Regions from separate parts of the Mus musculus genome. Here region 1 is linked to region 2. The links are chromatin contacts, called in public Hi-C maps. All regions are on one chromosome and are shown on one strand. Each heading gives the region's core, a stretch centred on a gene start, on an enhancer-like site or on the middle of the called end of the contact. The rest is flanking DNA. Distances are from core to core; before and after follow the strand shown. Region 1 holds the start of Sntg2 (syntrophin, gamma 2). Region 2 overlaps Sntg2 (syntrophin, gamma 2).

Evidence for each region. A called contact is a pair of places that touch in the nucleus more often than the background predicts.
Region 1: a Hi-C map of liver shows a contact between it and region 2, with 2.8 times the contacts expected there. The contact joins the promoter of Sntg2 here to the enhancer-like site in region 2. A contact is called at or near these places in 3 of 39 promoter capture datasets (epiblast stem cells and liver), 8 of 484 Hi-C or Micro-C datasets (Sertoli cells, liver, rod photoreceptor and 1 more) and 2 of 9 other capture datasets (adipose tissue and liver).

Annotation. Positions count from the first base shown.
Region 1 is chr12:30,371,913-30,375,485 of GRCm38.p6, reverse strand. Sntg2 (syntrophin, gamma 2) reads left to right here and starts at 2,111. Exons shown (of 17, transcript NM_172951.3): 1 at 2,111-2,328. The coding sequence starts at 2,257.
Region 2 is chr12:30,333,285-30,336,847 of GRCm38.p6, reverse strand. The region is part of intron 1 of Sntg2 (syntrophin, gamma 2); the gene reads left to right. Among named protein-coding and RNA genes, the nearest start is that of Sntg2, 38 kb to the left of the region's middle. Within about 2 kb of position 2,202, at least 2 of the 459 cell types and tissues checked have an H3K27ac peak or open chromatin away from gene starts, as enhancers often do. A contact at or near this core is called in liver, where this site is marked.

The DNA of each region.
Region 1 (3,573 bases), core at 862-3,361, 39 kb before region 2:
CCTGGACTGCATTCTGACATCTGAGCATGTTAGTGAGGGAGTTTCCATATTGATTTAAGTGAGGTGGGAAGACCCGCTCTGAATGCGGCTTGCATCAGTGCACGCCGTGGAGTCGTGGACTGAATAAAAGGGAGCAATTTACTTGAGCACCGAGTATTCATCTCTTCCTTCTTCCCGACTGTAGGTGCAATGCACCAGCTTCACCCGGTTCTCAGTGCCGTGGCTTTCCTGTCACCATGGCTGTGTGAGACATTTACAGTGTTTCTGCTAACTGGAGGTAATAGTTAAGGAGACAGTGACTCACTTTGGGGAACATTCCGGAAACAACTCTACTTGCACCATGGAAACTTCTGAGTCAAACTGTAGGAAATTCACACCACATAGGCCTGCTCAGATTTTTTTTTTTTGGATGGTCAGTGTTTTACTGTTAACTTTTGTGAACTGGATCCCCACTGTTTTGGAAATGAAGTAGCAGAACTCTTACGAGCAACCCTAGCTCTTGATGCACAAAATCTGAGAAATTACAATTCAAGCCTGAACTGTATAGTTTCCCAAGGCAGCCCCGGTGCACGTCACCTATCCTGAATCAAGAAACAGAATGAGTACAGACAGGGCTCCAATGAGCACCAAGAAAGACACAGAATTCACCAAATTAATGATTAGCTTAGGTTTCAGCAAAGGATGCCCAAGTCGTTTTCTACTTGCAAAATTTGAACTAATATGCAGTCTACCAACTCTAACATGATGAATAACTACATGCTTGTCTCTCCTTCAGACTATGGGATGAGTCTTCCCTTTGTAAGAAGTCTATCTTTAGAGCTCTGATTTCTCAGAGATTGAACCCATCTACTTTGCAAGACGCAACCTCAAATGAGTTGCATGACCTCATTCTTATGCTAGGTTTTTCTACAAACAAAAATTGCTAAACATTTTTTTATCCAGTCATCTAAGGCTCGCTTTTTATACTGGGAAAGCATAAAAAGATGGTCATAACCCTCTTTGTCCATGAACCAAAGCCGCAGAATTGTAGGCAGGTGCTAAATAAGACTTGGGAATGTGGAAAGCTTTGCTCCTGTACTGCTGGGTCACAAGCCCAGGGCTGCTCAGGTTTTAGCTGTGCATGGTTTGTTTGTCCATTGTGGGCCATGAAAACCCCACATTAGACTGCCAGTCTTTCCTAATAGTGCAGCAGTAAAGATAAGCATCGCGGGGTGCTGTCCACTGGCACATACATGCCTGTGAGTGATGGGGCTGAGGTATAAGACCTGAAGAGGGAGGAAAATATGTTTGCTTTTTAGTTAAGTATTGGCAACCCTTGGGTGAGGGTGCAGACAGGCATAGACTTTTAGCCCAGACTAATTTTTATTTACATTTATACTAGTATGATATGAATCTATAAAACCCAATATCACTTTTATGACATTTCTTTTGTTACAAATTTGGTCAAATAAGAGACGTTCTTAACTGGGACTGGTGACTAAGCTGGAGCCCTTTGTGGGAGGCAGAGTGAAATTAGGGGTACAGATCCCAAGCTGCCCTCAGATGGGAACTGGAGCCTAAGCAGATGCCAAGAGAGGAAAAGACAGACATACAGGAATGGAGACCACTGAGGCTGAAGGACTTAGTATGTTCATATGCTCTCATTTTTCCCAGAAAGTGGGTCCTTAGGGTAGCCAGTCTAGGCTACTGTGTGGAAGTCCGGAGACACCAAAAGGACCCAAGGCTGTTGTCAGGACAAAGTACCACTACACTCAGAATCTAAGAAGCTTTGCCAGCAGAAGTGGCTACAGTGAAGGTATCACCAGAATCCACTGGTAATAGCTTCCTGGTCCCCCATGACCCAGGTGCCCGGTTAGCCTTCCAACCCTAAGGGATGCGCGCATCTGAGCTTGTTTCAGCTTTCTACTTTGCTGACCGAGGTGGGGGAAGTGATGGTCTCAGCAAGGAGGTGGCAACCAGCTCACAAACCAGTTCACCCCTCACTGACAGGAGGTGGAAGGGCAGAGCTGATGGGCGGGGTTACCGGGCATGAGGCGTGGCTTGATGGTAATGGGCGGGGCTTGGTGGGCGGTGAGCAGAGTAGTAGGGGCCGGGCTGCTGGGAGGTGGGCGGGGTTCCGTGCCTGCCCTGCTTGCTAGCGCAGTGGCTGCTGGCTCTGTCCGCCCCAGCCCGTCCACAGAGGGGCGCGGGCGCCGTGCTGGCGCTGGACTTAGGAGCTCCGGAGCCCGAAGCGCACGCCTAGCCGCGTGGGCGGCGATGAGCGCCGAGGGATCGCAGTCCCTGGCCGCCCCCCGCGGGCGTCCTAGTCACCTACTGGTGCCCGCGCGGGTGAGTGGGGTCCCCTGGAGGCCCTCTTCCTCAACCTCTGAGTCCCTTCAGTCTCCCTGCCTACCCTCCTCTCCCAGCGCCTCCTCCTTTCTTGAGTCCTTGTATCCCCCTTTCCGGGTGGCTCTTGTGGGCGGGGGTTGGCTCTGGGCCCTGGGCATAGTGGATAACACTAGCCCCTGGGCACCGCAATCTTGTCTTCCTTGCCTCACAGTTACAGCGTGCAGGTTTTTATTTTCTTATCTTTAACATCTGGGTCATGGGGCACAGGTGCTTTCCTTTACAGCGTGGTAACTAAGGCTTCCAGACCATGGGGTTTGGGCTCTGTCCAGTATTTCTTCCAAGGAGTGGTCTCTCTGGTCGTAGGCAGGGCTCTGGCAGCCACTCAGGCACTATGCAGGGCTTCTTGTTGTCCCCTTGATGAGGTGTGGTGCCAACTGCCTCTGTCTATCGCTTGGGCCACCAGCTCAGTATCGCCCAGAAACCAAGAGAATGCTGATGGGCCAACTTTGCAACATGTTTTTAAAAGTCTATTCTAGGTCCTACCCACCCACCCCCCTATTTTTAAAAGAAACGAAACTATTGATTGACAAAACCCTGAAATGTTGATTTAAACAAAAACGGAAAGTTCTTGGAAACCTTCAAGTTGCCACCCACACAGCTCAGCCAAGTGTTCTGGAGAGGGTGCAAGCCAGCAGCTGTTTATCATGGCCTTAGGAAGCTGTGTGCGTGTGTCCTGGGGTGCAGTCACGCCTCCTTTTTAACTTTGCTCAAGAGCCCAAGCCTTCAGCACTACAGGAGAATAAGGTCCTTTTAGGGTAACAAAGGTTTCTAAGACTGTAGGCTGGAGTGGCTGCTAACTGTCCAGTCACAAGGCTTCAGAAATAGCTAGTGCACAGTGGTATGTTTAATGTGTCAAGACCAGTGTATCTGCTTTGCAAACTGAACCATCCTACAGAGTCCCTCAACATCGTCCACATTTTGGGTGGAATGTGGTGGGATTTGGGTTTTTTGTTTGTTTTAATTATTTTTTAATACTTTGTAATGTGAGTAGTTACCCAAGTACAGCAGATGGGACTCATACCTTAGGAAATCCACTTAGATTACCTGGAAATAGAAGAAAGCAAGTGCCACTGGCTCTCTGGTGTATATCTCTCAGGACTTGAATAGAATGTCCTCCCACAGTGCATTTTGGGAATGTTCTTGCAACAAGTCTTGTTAGTAACGGTTACCATTAGAGGAAGACTT
Region 2 (3,563 bases), core at 953-3,452:
TCCAGAGCAGCTCCAAAGCTTCCCTTTGTCTAACAACTTCAGATATATCGTTGGTCTCCTCTGCATCTGCTTGTATCTGTGTCTCCTTTTCTCAGAAAATACTTCTGGTTTTTTGGGATCCCAGAGCAAGTAAATCCAGAATTGTATTCCCTCCACGTCTCTTTTTAAAGCATTACCACGGCATTAAGAAATTCCACATTACTGGGTACTGGCTTGTTGCTTCTGGGGTACATCTTTGCCCACTTCTCATCAGGACTGCAGCTTCCCCATCCTGGTGTTCTAACAGTGCAGTATTCCAGGTACGCTGTCCCTGGGGCATAGCTAAGCTTGGATAAGAGCCCTGCCAAGAGGCAGTCACAACCAAGTGTTAGTTAATAATTTATGTGATTACAAGGGCACAAATTTCAGATTTCTACTGCATTCGAGCTGCACAACCACCACTAGAATTAAAACAGTTTCATCCTACAAAGAAACCTCCTCCAGCTAGAAGTCATTCCCCCTCATCCTGTAACATGTTGACTTGCTTGTAGATGACTTAGAACGCAGCCCTGGGAATGGTATCTTTCTACCCTGATTGGTTTTTGCTTTTGTTTTTGTTTTTTTTTTTTTGAATATTTTCAGGGTCCACCTTTAACTTAATATATATATCACTTCATTATTTTTATAGCAAAGCAGTGTTTAATTGTATCATTTCACCATGTTTTGTTTTCCATGTCTATTTCCTTATCCACTACTTGATGGATATTCGGGTTGTTTTCACCTGAGGGCCACTGTAATGGAAAGCAAATGGAGCCTTACAGTGGTTTGATCTCACATGCACCCAGTGATGTTGCTGAACATCTTCATGGGGTTTGGTTGTCTCCTCAAGTGGATTTTCCTAATTTATTTTTCTTTTTAAAAACTGTCACTGAATTTTGAGTTATAGAACATCCTTAGTATATATTATTTTGAATTTGCTAGTCAGGTTCGTGGGTTCTCTTTCACTGTTTTCAGTGTGGTCCTATGTAGATTTTGCTTTTCTCTTTATATGTGGTTTCTATGCTTTGTAACTTCTAAGAAAGTAATGTCAGATCTTTGCTCTCAAGTCTTCTTATCAAATATATATGCACTCTGTGATGGCTAATCTTGGTAGTCAACTTGACCATATATGGAATCAACTAAAACCAAGCAGGTGGACATGTTCTTGGTTGGATCATTTGAAATGGAAAGACCCACCCTAAATCTGGGTCATACCTTCTGGTGACAGCCCAAATAAAAGGACAGGGAAGACAGAGAGCTTTACCTTTTAGTGTGTTCACTCTCACTGGCAAGTTCACCTATCCTGTGGCTGAGGCATTCCCTCACTGGTGTGAGAACCGACTTCTTCAATATTCTAATGAAGATTGAAGACCAGATGGGAGACATCCAACCTTGTAGATTGAACAACTACTGGAATCTTTGCCTTTCTAGTGGGAGGCAGCCATTGTTGGAGTAGTATGGCAATAGCCTGATTAGCAACTCTAATACATACACTTATTCATTCTAACAATTCTACTTCTCTAGAGCGTCCTGACTAAGCACACTGCCTTTACCCTTAGTCTTCAAATTATCTTGAACTAATCTCAGCATATGATAAAATGTAGGATGCATGTACATTAGTAGCATGTGTGTCCATTTATCCCGGTGCCTTTCTTCTCTGCCTTTATTTATTATATTTTATTCAGGACCTCACTATGTAGCCCAGGTTAGTATCTTCCTCCTGCCTCAGCCTCCTAAGAAGTTGAATTATAATCAAAAACCACTGTGATTATAATAACCATCTTTGCCCCATTTACTGAAGGCAAGGTACTCTCAAGGCCCTGGTTTCTGGGTTCTCTATTTCTAATTAAGCCATCTAGTTACTGGTGCTTATGCCTGAACCATGCCCCATCAAAGGACTTTCCCATGCACCATTGTAGTGTTCTGAAGTTGACAACTGTGATTTTCTATTTTTGCTCCTGTTTCCAAAATCTTATTAAATGTTCTAGAATTCTTGATTTTCCAAATACAACTGAGAATGGATTTGTCAATTTCTGCCTCAAAAAAAAATGAGTCTGAATAGTTTTAAAGGTTGGGTCAAATATTTAGATAAGTTTTGAGGCTTGCTGCCAGGTTAGCAATCTTACTGATCAGTAAACTTGAATTGAACTTGGGACAGCTAGTCATGGAAAAGAATTTCAGTTCCAGAATGGCTGAGTCTGCATGCAAAGCAAAGCTGCTGAGGCTGTAGGATGGGGTGAGGCACATGAATGGTATTACCGTATTGACTGGGGACATGTGTGGACAGGAGTACTGCACGGACAGGGGGTTCATTCTGCAGACTCAGTGTAGGGAGGATACTATATGGACTGGAGGATGCTGCATAGACTAGACACTGCCATGCACACAGGAAGGTATTACCTATATTGGGGAATGCTGTGTATTCTAGGGAGCACTGCTGGATTGGGGAAGCCCCTCTTGAAGCAAAGTTCTATTTGTTCTGCCTCTGGTCCTATTAATTCCTGTATAATGAGCAGCTTTTACTATTGTCCCTTATAATATGGTAATCTGGCATTCTAAATTAATTCAACATATATAAGAAAGATCTTAACAATTAGCCAAGAAGACTTATACTCTAAAGAATTCATTCAACCATAAAGTATGATTAGTTTCACCATTGTTTTGACACATGGCAGTTCAAGTTCAACCTTGTTACAGGTTTGCAGGATGTTCAAATGGATGTTGATGAGCCTGTTAAATCCAGTAACTGAAGCTGTTATTTCTTTTTAAAGCATTAGAAGCTCGTGTCTAATTTAATTTTACAGTCAAGCGTGACATCTGTGACACAGATGCATTTGGGAAACGTTGGTGTCTTACATTTATTCCTTACCCTGTTTCTACCTGCAGTTTATTCTTCCCAAATGACCCATATTTAATGTTTGTAGCTCTTCCAAAGAAGAGCATCTTTACTTAAAAATATATATCCCGTCAGTCTGCTCCCCTTTATGAACTTCTATTCCCTGTGGACTATGTAAAAATTCCCCATCTCACTTCGAAAACCAGTGCATTGCCTATACAGTAAAGGTAGGGACTCCTTTAGTTTTCCCTTTCCAGTCAGTCGAAGCACTCTCATCAAAATATGAATTTTATGAGCAGCAATCCTCAGAAGACTTGACAGTTGGACCCTAGTGGCAATCCATTTACTTTATTTTGATTGTGTAATTACTTTTATAACTCTTGAATAGATGTATAGATGTATAATTTTTTTCTGAACATCTTCCTCACAATTAGATTGCATTTTAAAATCCAGTTCTGACTGGCAGATATACTTTTTATGTCACACTGAAATGAGGTATGCACTGCATGAGTCCTGCAGCTCCGTCGCTGTGCTGGATACTGGAGAAGCCTTTGATCTGTGGCTGACTTTAGTTTCTGCTTTTATAGAAATAGGACTTAGAGCTATTGAATGATTTCTCTGTTTTCCTTAAAAACACCCCATAATTCCAGTTACTGACAGGTTGCTGGTTTTCTTTCTACAGCAGAGATCATAGTATATGCTATAAGGC